2 separate regions of the Mus musculus genome follow, and region 2 is linked to region 1. Evidence: chromatin contacts called from public HiChIP or PLAC-seq data. All regions are on one chromosome and are shown on one strand. Each heading gives the region's core, a stretch centred on a gene start, on an enhancer-like site or on the middle of the called end of the contact. The rest is flanking DNA. Distances are from core to core; before and after follow the strand shown. Region 1 has its middle 8.5 kb from the start of Gm39831. Region 2 overlaps Tanc1 (tetratricopeptide repeat, ankyrin repeat and coiled-coil containing 1).

The links. HiChIP or PLAC-seq counts read pairs in DNA pulled down with a chosen protein or histone mark.
Region 2: an H3K4me3 HiChIP or PLAC-seq map of bone marrow-derived macrophages shows a contact between it and region 1, with 3 times the contacts expected there. The contact joins two enhancer-like sites. A contact is called at or near these places in 5 of 39 promoter capture datasets (the C10 cell line, cranial neural crest, frontonasal cranial neural crest and 2 more), 3 of 15 datasets of contacts at CTCF or cohesin (the NIH/3T3 cell line, large pre-B cells and pro-B cells), 11 of 484 Hi-C or Micro-C datasets (the C10 cell line, bone marrow-derived macrophages, brown adipocytes and 5 more), 5 of 115 datasets of contacts at active chromatin or transcription factors (acute myeloid leukemia, bone marrow-derived macrophages, cardiomyocytes and 2 more) and 1 of 9 other capture datasets (embryonic stem cells).

What each region holds. Positions count from the first base shown.
Region 1 is chr2:59,517,739-59,523,635 of GRCm38.p6, forward strand. No RefSeq gene overlaps it. Among named protein-coding and RNA genes, the nearest start is that of Gm39831, 8.5 kb to the left of the region's middle. Within about 2 kb of position 4,548, at least 63 of the 459 cell types and tissues checked have an H3K27ac peak or open chromatin away from gene starts, as enhancers often do. A contact at or near this core is called in bone marrow-derived macrophages, where this site is marked.
Region 2 is chr2:59,798,441-59,804,388 of GRCm38.p6, forward strand. It overlaps Tanc1 (tetratricopeptide repeat, ankyrin repeat and coiled-coil containing 1), which reads left to right. Exons shown (of 27, transcript NM_198294.3): 14 at 1,131-1,738. Among named protein-coding and RNA genes, the nearest start is that of Wdsub1, 81 kb to the right of the region's middle. Within about 2 kb of position 2,696, at least 53 of the 459 cell types and tissues checked have an H3K27ac peak or open chromatin away from gene starts, as enhancers often do. A contact at or near this core is called in bone marrow-derived macrophages, where this site is marked.

The sequences.
Region 1 (5,897 bases), core at 3,298-5,797:
GGCTGAAGGATCACTGTCAGTTTGAGGCCAGCTAGTATATATGCAATAGTATAAAAGCCTGCAACGACTACATACTGAAACCCTATATCAAAAACCAAGGATAACTGACTGTGGTAATGCATGCCTTCAATCACAGCACTTGGGAGGCAGAGGCAAGTGGATATCTGAGTTCAAGGACAGCCAGGGATATACAGAGAAGCCCTGTCTTGGGGGGAAAAAAGAAAATAATGAAAAGCTTGAAGTGAAAAGGTCTCCAAACACAATACAGGTTTCAGACCTTTTAAAGGAAAATCTTACACAGATGAAGCCCCTAAGAGTCTACAAATAAAGGCAACACAGAAAAGGTATTTCTGGTCATCTTAAGCATGAAGAACTCTCCTAATCTGTGTCTGTAAATGATAATTTAATGGACAAATGAGTAAAAGCTACAACTGGCATTTGTAGAGGACGAAAAGCAAATGGCTAATGCATATTTTTATAGAGAGCCCCTCATTTTGCTGGCAAGATCAATAAAAATCAGGAATAACAGTATCTGCTGCTGGGCGGTGTCTTAGGGTTTCATGGCTGTGAAGAGACATCATGACCAAGGCAACTCTTATAAAGGTAAGCAATTAATTGGGACTGGATTACAGTTTCAGGGCTTTACTGGATTATCATCATCACAGGAAGCAGAGCAAGATGCAGGCAGACATGGTGCTGAAGAAGCCAAGAGTTCTACATCGTGGTCTGAAGGCAGCAGGAGACTGTTCCACACTGGGCAGAGCTTGAGCATAGGAGACCTCAAAGTTGTCTCCTGAGAGGCTCTGCCAGTGCCTGGCAAATACAGAAGTGGATGCTCACAGTCATCCATTGGAGGGAGCACAGGGTCCCCAATGAAGGACCTAGAGAAAGTACCCAAGGAGCTGAAGGAGTCTGCAGCCCTATAGGAGGAACAACAATATGAACTAACCAGTACCCCCAGAGCTCCCTGGGACTAAACCACCAGTCAAAGAAAACACATGGTGGGACTCCTGTCTCTAGCTGCATATGTAGCATAGGATGGCCTAGTCAGTCATCAATGGGAAGATAGGAGGAGAGGCCCTTGGTCTTGTGAAGGTTCTATGCCCCAGTATAGGGGAATGCCAGGGCCAGGAATCGAGAGTAGGTGGGTTGGGGAGTGGGGAGGGGGGGCAGGTGGGAGGGGGATAGGAGATTTTCAGTGAAGAAACTAGGAAAGGGGATAACATTTGAAATGTAAATAAAGAAAATATCTAATAAAAAATTACATTAAAAAAAAGCCTGCTCCCACAGTGACACACTTCTTCCAACAAAGCCACACCTCCCCCAATAAGGCCACACCTCCAATAGTGCCACTCCCTATGGCCAAGAATTCAGACACATGAATCTATGGGGGCCAAACCTATTCAAACCATCACACTCCCTGGCCCCCATAGGCTTATAGCCATAACATAACGCAGAATGCATTTTGTCCAACTTCCAAAGACCTCCTAGTCTATCACTGTCTCAGCAATGTTTAAAGTTCAAAGTCTCTTGTAAGATTCATGTAATCTCTTAACTGTAATCCCCTATAATATCAAAATCGAAAACAGATCACATACTCCCACCATACAATGGTGCAGGATATATACATTACCATTCCAAAACATAGGAAAGGGAGCATGGCGAGGAAATATTATACAGACCAAAGCAAGACTGAAAGCCAGCTGGACAAATCCAAACACCTGCATCTCCACGTCTGATGTCAAAGTGCTCTTCAGATGGCCAACTCCTTTCATCTTTGTTGACTGCAACACACGTCTTTCTCTTGGGCTGGTTCCGGTTAGCAGCTTTCTCAGCAGGTATCCCATGGCTCTGGCATCTCTAACGTCTTGTGGTCTTCAAGGCAGTCCAGGTTGTGTTGTGCCAGGGAAATGTTAGTGACCCCAAAAACACACACAGAAGCCGATCTGATGCATCTCACAGCAAGGTCTTTATTCTGTTTGAGCTAGCTCATCCCACCCCCCACCCCCCCCACCCCCCAATGCACCACCATCATGCAGGACAGTTTTGGGGGGTGAGCCCCGAATGTCTATCGGGGAAAGGCTTTATAGTAAACAGCAAGCAAGGAATGTGTGCAAGAATCTAATTGGAAAGCTCCTGTGGCCTTTAACACCATTGGCTGGGGCTGGGAGTCATCATAAACTTCACTTCTGGTTGCCTCTGCTTTGGTGGTTGTTAGGAAGGAGGTGGGCTTGTAACCTGGGGTGCAGGTTTGTTGGGGGAATAACCTGGAGACACTGGTCTTGTTGAGGGTGTAACCTGGAAACTCTGGTCTTTTGGGGGATTAGCCTAGAGACTGGAGCTAGGCTCAGGTTTTGTTGTGGGGGTGGGGGGGAACGGACAACTTGGAAATTAATGCTAGATACCAGCCTGTTAGTTTACCTGATTATTTGAGAATTTCACATTATGAACCCTGACCACACTCACTTCCCTGTCCTTCCAGGTCTGCCCTCCCACCCTTATGATCCCTCCCCACAAGAAAAGGAGGAGGAGGAGGAGGAGGAGGAAGAGAAGAAAGAGGAAGAGAAGGAGAAAAAAAACACAGAAATCCAATTTGTGTTGCCCATATACACATTGGAACATGGTCAAACTCCCAGTAGCCAGCCCTTTAAAGAAAACTGAGTCCTTCCCCACCCCACCCCAGCCAGGTGCCAGCAACTGTGAAGAGCTACATTTCAGCATCCTTATCCCAAGTTTGAAGAGTTCTCTTTGATGGATTCCTATCTAGGATATATTAACTTTGGGGTAGGGGTGGGTAGGGGTTGTCACAGAAGCCTTCTATGTCCTGCTTTCTCAATTGTGAGTCTACAGTCATTGCTTCCAAAGCAAAAGTAGCTTCCTTGCCCTTTACAGTCAGCGGAACAGGCATCATGGACTTCCACATGGTTTCTGGTGACAGCACAGGCTACGGACATCCACGTGGCCTCTGGTATCAAGCACATGCCACAGACCTCAGAGACCACAGGTCTCTCTGGTGGTAGTACAGACCACAGACATCGACCTGGACCTCAGCTACGGCACAGGTCACAGGCACCATCCTAGGTAGCCCTCAGTGGCTGCGCAGGCCAAGGGCATCAACACAGGCAACACAGGCACACGCATCAACCTGGCCCCTAGCAGCTGCACTGCCTCTGGACCAACTGCACTGCATCAACATGGCTTCAGGCAGCAGCACAGATCACAGACATCAGCATCGCCCTCAGTGGTAATATCAACCATGGGCGACAACAGCCCCTACGGCAGCGGGACCATGGACCCAGACAGCTCAGCCCCTCACCAACACAGACATCAACGTGGCCCCAAGTGGCTGCACAGGCCACTCACATCAACCTGGCCTCTGATGGCCACCTAACCACAGACACTCTATGACATCCTGCAGCAGCACAGACTATGGAAGTCTGCCTGGCCTCTGCAGTAGCAAGGGCCTCAGACATCCACATGAACCTCAAGCTTCAATACGGACCGAGGTCTCTCAGACACTACAGGTCAGGTGCTGGTAATGGACACCATCTCCGTTTTCTCTCCGATTTTTAAAAGGTTTTTAATAAATTAATCTTGGAACACTTGAACTACAGTGTTGTTGTTTTTTTTTAAAGCACTCATAATCACCATTCAGAAAAAAAAGAAAAAGCATACAATGGCATGCAAGAGTGATTTTGGGAAAACATAATTAAAATGTATGTGCAAAAATCTGTTCAGTGGGTGTCTGTGTGGAAACAGTCAAGGGATGTATCTATGAAATATTTAGCAGTGATTGAATAGTGCTTTGGGACAGTATGGTATCAACATTTCAAATGTTATCCCCTTTCCTGGTCTCCCTCCAAAAACCCCCTCCCTTCATTCGCTCTCCCCCCTCTTCTCCTGCTCACCAACCGGCCCACTCCCACTTCCTGGCCCCAGCATCCCCCTACACTGGGGCATAGAGCCTTCACAGGACCAAGGGTCTCTCCTCCCATTGATGACTGACTAGGCCATCCTCTGCTAGATATGCAGCTAGAGCCATGAGTCCCACCATGTGTACTCTTTGGTTGGTAGTTTAGTCCCTGGGAGCTCTGGGGGTACTGGTTGGTTCATATTGTTGTCTGCAAACCCCTTCAGCTCCTTCATTGGGGACCCTGTGCTCCGTCCAATGGAGTGACATTTTTCACTTTTGTTAAATGATTTGAAACAATATAATTTTTTGTAATTATATTTTATAAAGGGTGTTTAAGTAGTGTGACTGAAAAGGTTCCTTTGACTAAAAGGTGGGGGGAAAGAGGGTTCCATACATTTAGATAGAAGTGTGGAGACTGGAGAGTAGACAGACCATCAATAACAGATGGTCAGTTTTCTCAGAGAGACTGACCATCTTGTGAGCGAGAAGCGAGTTGGTGTCAGAGAGAGTGGGAGGCTAAAGAAAGGGAGTTCAGGGATAGCTTGTAAGAGGAAGGACAGTAATGACAGACTCCTGTAAAGTTCCCCCAGATACCACTGAACCCAGCGGCTATCTGTAAAACGACCAGCAGAGGGCACCAGCAAACTAGGGAGAGCGTTAGCCAACATGGATCTTGGTGACTGCCACCGACCAAGCTTTAAGAACCGACAGAAATACAGCTTTTTAGATAAAAATCGTCCCATTAAAGGCTCTGGCAACCGGTTAAATGCTGTTTCACATAGTGACAAACCAAATGAGAGCTGTCAGCCCGTGACTGAGGTGTCAGATTAGGGAAGTGAGAGGTGGTGCTCACTTATTTTTCTAAATAACCGCAGGGATTTGGTAGTGGTGGGTGGCGGCGGCAGCGGCGGCGGCTGTGTTGACAGGGTCTCTCCACGTATCCCAGGCTGTCCGAGAACTTGTGAGCCCGTTCCCTCAGCCTCTGAAATGCTGGATTCCAGGTGTGTGCTACCATGTCCAGCTCTTCCTTCCCTTATCCAGCCCAGAATTTTTTTTATTTTTTAACCCACTGCAGCTCGATTCAGGGGAAGCTGAGATACCGTTCAGAACAAGAGTCATTGTTTGGACGTGGGGTACAAAACAGGCCTTTATAGAAGACAAAGCAGGAGCAAGGTTTTGAAACCCCGGCTTTCGACAATAAGAGACTTTTAAGGACTCTTAAAAGGTGAAGGCCTGTTGAATTCCAGCAGCCTGCTCAGTCAGAGGCTGCAGGAGAAGGAATTCTGCAAGACACAGCAGCAGTGTTCCCTGGAGGAAAACCTGTGTGCGCTGTGTGTGGGACAGCTGAGAAGAGAAACAGGAACCAATCACAGAGAACAGTGACCAGTGCCACTCATGACCAATGCCCCCACCCAGGGGCCAATGCTCCTTCGGGGCCTGCATTCGGATAACAGCAACCGCAGTGGGTCAGTCCTACAGCAAGCACGCCTGGGCCAATCTCTTCCCTTGAGGCTCTCAGAGTTTGAGGGAGGCCTTAAGAGTTCAAATCCCCCCCCCCCCCAAAAAGAGTTTCAGAATTCCCCACAGGCCTCCGAAGAAATGGAAATAAGCTGAGAGATCGGGCCTAAAAATCCAAGCACCACCATGGGGGTGGGGAGGCAGTAACAAAGTGACCAAGGCTTACAGGGTGTCACCAGAGGCCTCAGGGGAGCCTGCAGGGCTGAAGGGGTTGAGAAAGGCTGTACTTTATACCAAACAGTGAGCACACATACCTCAGGTGGATTTAGAACACAGCTAAGCCAGTGCTGGGCTTTGCCTGGCTGGAGGAGGGGTGGGGGTGGGGTGGGGTTAGAGTGGGGGGAGGGGAGTGGGGGGTGCTAAGAGGAGATGGGGAGTGTGAAGAAGAGACTGTAGGATGCTGTAAACGAACATTTCTGAAGCTGGTGATGTAACTTCCGTGTGTGCTTGCTGACTCTCAGGAACA
Region 2 (5,948 bases), core at 1,446-3,945, 280 kb after region 1:
AGAAAATACCTAATTTAAAAAAAAAAAACAAAACTTGCGATTAAACCTTACATTTAAATGGCACGCTTATTTTTATGACCCTTTGGGTCATCCATTTTCAGTCGTATTTCCCTCATTAAGCATAACCTAGCAGCTGGGCTAAAACTTGAACTGGTTCCTGTATCCCTCTGCTGTAGTGCTAAGGTTAGCTTCCGTGCAAAATGGAAGCGGCTGCTCACTACCGTTTGTTTTCCTGCCATTACTACCTTCAAGGGCATGGGCTTCAGAAATGTTAGTGAGAAGTTAAATTGTTTCTTGGGGTTAGGACCTTATCTGGGATGACCCTCACGTCCGTGACCCTGTGCAAGTCAGAGTCAACCAACAGTTTGCTTGGGGCTGGAGAGATGGCTTGGTGATGAAGAACATGGGCTGCTCTTTTGTAGTACTTGGGTTCAATTTCTAGCACCCGTATGGCGGCTCACAACCACCGTAACTCTACTTCCCTGGCATCCAACACCCTTGTCGTGGGTACCAGGCATGCATTTGGGACACAGACATGCAGACAAAACAAAATAATTTGTTTTAAAAAGAATGCTTAAAATTCTTTTAAGATGAGAACATGCCGTACTGGAGCAGGCAGTGATTTTTGCTGCCTGGTGTCCGGGGACACCGGGGGAACGGGAAGTCTCCTGTTTCCTGGTAGGGTTACACAGCCCTGGTGTCTGGCGCAGAGAGGGCACTTCTTGTCTCAGTGTCTGGCTGTGCTCTTAGATGTGCAGTGACGGTTTGTGTCTACCCTTGTTCTGGAACCAGCTGCTCAGGGGTTATGGGCATCGGGTCACCTGCAGGGTCTCGCTGCCCCTTTGTTGGTGTGGCCTGGTTGCTGCTGTCTCCTTGGGCCCCTTTCCCTTGCTCACTTGGCTCAGAGTCCTCAGGGGGGGCTTTGGGGGAGATCCTATCTCGCATCGGGATTTCTTTCACTTAAGCTTTTTATCTGTACCTCATCCTGTTACATGTTTTAATACAAAACAGCGAGTCCCCGTAATCCATGAAAATCCTCCTTGAAAGGGAACGAGCGAGCCTGCTTTAAAGGGAAAGGGGAAACTCTGCGGACTAACACTGCGAGGTTTTGTTTCCCGCCCCCCCCCTAGGAAATCATCAGTGCACTGCCATTTGTCAAGCTTTCCCTAGACGACTTTCCAGACAACAAGGACATTCACAGTGACCTGCACGCCTACGTCCAGCACAGGGTCCACAGCAGCCAGGACATCCTCAGCAACATCTCCCTGAATGGCAAGGCCGACGCCGCCCTCATCAGCAAAGTCAGCAGCCATCTGGTGCTGCGGAGCCTCGGTTCCTACCTGTACCTCAAGCTCACGCTGGACCTCTTCCAGCGGGGCCACCTGGTCATAAAGAGTGCCAGCTACAAGGTGGTGCCTGTGTCTCTGTCCGAGCTCTATCTGCTGCAGTGTAACATGAAGTTCATGACCCAGTCTGCCTTTGACCGGGCCCTTCCCATTTTGAACGTGGCTCTTGCGTCCCTCCACCCCATGACGGATGAGCAGATATTTCAGGCTATCAACGCCGGCCACATCCAAGGCGAGCAGGGCTGGGAGGACTTCCAGCAGAGGATGGAGGCCCTCTCTTGCTTCCTCATTAAGAGGAGGGACAAAACCCGCATGTTCTGCCACCCGTCCTTCAGAGAGTGGCTGGTGTGGAGAGCGGATGGCGAAAGCACAGCCTTCCTGTGTGAGCCCAGGTATGGCAGGCGCTTCCCTCCTTTGACCTGACTCCTCCCACCAGTATGGCAGGGCCATACGTGGGTAATATGTCTCTGCTTTAGGGAATAGCAAGCTTGCCTGTGACCAGGGAAGGGGTGGGTGTGGGGAATGTGTCTGTCTTAGATCCTTAATCCCCTACCATTTCCTGACTACCCTTGGCCATATAGCACCTTATCCCTTGGCCATTTAGCACAGATGTGTGAGGAGAAAGGGGAGCCCTATAATCCAGTTAGCTGTCTCCTCACAGACAAGGCCAGGCAGGGTACAGTTCTCACAACTCAAACCACAGGAAGGTGGGAGACAAGCTTGCTTGCCTCCTAGTACAAGGTAGGTGAGAGGTCAAGAGGCTCGTGCCTTTGGCCTCCGCCATTCTCAAGCCCTCTGTCTGTCTAGCCTGCATCTTTGCCCTCTTGAGCAGCTCTTTGGGTCAGGTTTGCCTCCTATTCTAGTGATGGGCTGGCAAGCTGCTGGACCGTCTCCTCAGGACTTTGGTGGGCACCGGGCCAGATGATTGGGTCTGGATACGAAGTGGCCAGTGAGTACCTGGGAGGCCACGTGGCCACCACCCTCCCGGCCTGTAGTGATGGGTATAGTGCAGGCCTGTGGTGCACTTTCTTTAGGTAACACTGGACTCAGGGTTTATTATCGTTCAGACCTGGTTTAGCTACAGGTTGGCTACTCAAAGCAGATCACCAGAGGTGCCAAAGTGAGAGTGATGACATTGCTCACCGAGTTACAGAGATCATTTCTGAGCAAGGTGAGCTGCAGTTTGGGTTTGTAGAGAGAAAGAGAGAGAGAGACTCACAGGGTGTGGACGGCTGGTGTTAGAGCAGGAAGTAGCTGGAGGGTAGTCATCAATGACGCTGCATTTTAAACGGAGGTGACAGTTCAGCACAAAGCATATCTGAGTGTGGTGGCTGCTTCAGGAATAGTAACCACAGACACACAGTAGTCACCAGGACCTCAGGATAGCGTCTCGTGCATGTACCCATTTCATAGGCTGTCCCTGCGCTGACTTCGCTCTCCTCAGTACGACTTCTGTTTTCTTTTGTTTCCAACCATTTCGAAGTCTTCTTCCGGGCAGTCCTTGTTCATTCTAACGCCGTCAAGGTTTGCCTGTTTTCCTTATACTCTGCAGCTTAGTCTTACATCATAAGTCTTTACTTTTGAGCCAGTTTTTTTTTTTTAAAGTGGTGAAAGATGTGTTCAGTTTTATACTCTTTTCTTTTAAAGATTTATTTATTTTATGTATATGAGTGCTCGGACTGCCCAGAAGAGGGCATCAGATCCCGTTACAGGTGGTTGCGAACCACCACGTGGTGGCTGGGGATTGAACTCAGGACCTCAGGAAGAACAGACAGTGCTCTTAACCACTGAGCCATCTCTCCAGCCCCAGTTTTGCTTCTTCTTCTGCTCAACTAAAGAGAGTTCTTTCTTCGTTGTATGTTAGCATCACTTTTGTTGAAAGTCAGTTGGCTGTAAGAATGTGAGTTTACTCTTGTATTCCAGTGGTCTCTGGGCTTCTAGGCTACTACCGTGCTGCTTTGATAACTAGAGCTTTGTGTTAGGGTTTGAGATCAAGTACATTCATGCACTCTGCTTTGTTCTTTTCAGTCACGTGTTTTCTGTCTTTCGTTTTGCAAGGATGCCTCGAAGATTGTGGCAACCATTTCTAAAAGGGGATATACAGGCCAGGTAGCTCAAAGTGCACACCCTTAATCCTAGCACTTGGGAGGCAGACGCAGTCAGATCGCTGTGAGCTTGAGGCCAGCCTGGTCTGCAGGGAGAGTTCCAGGACAGCCAGGATTACATAGAGAAACTTATGTCCAGAAAAACAAAACCAAAATAAACAAACAAAAAAGGAGATATGCAGTTTTAAATCTCGGTGTGATGCTAGAATCCCTGACCCCCGTAGCCTGGGTTTCTCACCTCCTTAACCTTTCCCAAGGATTCCTGATCTAGAACTGTTTGATCTAGAACAGTCCTGGCTATTTTCTCCGTGCAGTTAACATGAAGAAGAAAAGGATATAAGATTATTAATAGGAAGAACAAGCTACTGCAGACAGGGAGAGCCATCAGAAGCAGCACAGTGTGTGTTCTGGCAATAATACATCTAGTTTGACTGGAGCTCTCTCTGTCATGGCGTAGAAGAATGGGACGAGCCACCAGAAGAATACGATAGAGAAGACCTCTTAGCTGTCATCCCTGGAGAACTCTTGAAGGTTCTGGAGAATAGGGTGCCTGAGGGAAGGAGTGGGAGGGTACAGGGCTTAGGGGCTGCTGAGCCGGCAGAGGGAGAAAGTGGTCGGAAGGTAGGAGCTGTGGATCAGGTCTTCTCATGTCAGAAGTGGCGCTGCTTTAGAGCAGTTGGAGCCTGTGGAGAACCTCTCTCAAGGGGCAGGGTTGGAGAAGTCGGTAGATTGAACATCAGTGACAGAAATGTAGCGTGACTTGGTGAGGCCACTTGACATGGGAAGGGGGAAAGCTCTCTGCGCCTCAGGATGTAGAGGAGGGTGGCAGGGAAGGGGGTTGGAGATACTGAGAGAGGTTAAGGGCAATGAGGGTTTGGAGGAGACTATTAGAAACTAGCCCTGCATCCTCAGGAGACTCCATCTTCTGGGTTGTAAGGAGGCACAGGGGAGAAAGGGGAAGTTGTGGCTTGGGTTCAATAATGCAGGAAACGGGGATCCTGTAGGGAACATCACTGAGACTGTATTGCCCAAGGAAAAGGAACCGGACATTCAAAGGAAGGGAAGTAGGATTGTTTCAGGCCAGGGCTGCCTCCTGTTTCTCTCACCACATCTCCTCTTTACAGGGTTTTTCATTTCAATATGGTGATATATGTCCCTTCCAGTTGGGTACCTCCTGAAGGGGGTACCCAGTGCTGTTCTCCCACAAGCCCAAGCTCTTGAGTCTGGCAGACTGCCCACTCTTGGCTATTAGTCATTTGATCTTGGACAAGTCCCTAACCTGTTGAGGCCATTTCCTCATGTAAGCAGACGGGCTATGATTACGCTCACAAGGTCGTGAGGGTGAAGGAAATAGCTTAGTTTGGTTTCTGGATCTAAAGTGGAGCGCGTGGAGCATGGACAGACCTGGTAGCATGCAGTGTGGGGACTGCACAGAAACTGTGATAGGACTTCTTCGGACAGGTGGGAAGCCATGTGCTATGCTGAGAGCCCTGGAAACCCTTGGGCTGGCCACTGAAGTCTGTGCTTGTTGCCCACAGTGGGGCCATCTGTAACTGCGTAATTAATTATACAGAGTACTAGTTTCATCGTACGCTTTCATATATGTATTTAAGGTGTTTTCATTATATGCAGTCCCTCCCAGTACCCAGTTTTGCCCTTCCCTTACCCCCAAGAGGCCTTCTCCCCATTTCATGCTGGTTTCTTCTAGATGCCACATATGACAGAAGCCTCATACACTTGTCCTTCTGAGTCGACTTACTTAACGTGATGAACTCCAGTTCCAGCCTCTTTTCTGTAAATAGCTTGAGTTCTTTCTTCTTTGTGGCCGGACAGTACTCCACTCTACGTGTTATACACCATGCTCCTTCATTCATAAGCTTATTAGTACCTCATGTAGGCTGATTCATTCCATAGCTTAGCTATTGGGAAGGGTGTGGTGGTAAGCACTGGATCTGAAGGTGTATGTTGACTTTGATTCTTAAAGGTACACATGCCGGAATGCGTTTTCAGAGGAACCCCCATGCTGCTTTGTATGGTGGCTTGTACAGCCTACATTGTACAACCTCCAAAATATGTAAGGGCTCTCTTCTTGGCCAGCATTTATTGTTCTATTATTGCTGTTGTTTTGTTTGGAACTAGGTCTCAGGTATCTTAGGTCAGCAGGCCTTGAACTCATTAAATATCAAGAATGACTTTGCTATCAGATCCTCCTTAACCACAGACGTGTGCCCCTCCATCTCCTCTGCCACACTGAGGATTGAACCCAGGATCTTCACGCATGCTAGGCATTCATTATACCAAGCAAACCTTAGCAGCAGCCTTGTTTCCCTGATGGTAAATGCCATCTGACATGAGATAGTTTCTCAGTATATTTTTATTTGACTTTCCCTAGTGGCTAAAAGTGAACTTTTTTTTCCGTATTGCTGGCCATTTATGCTCCTTTTGAGAAGTGTCTGTTCACTTCGCTGGTTGGATTTCCTGTTCTTTTGTGGAATGT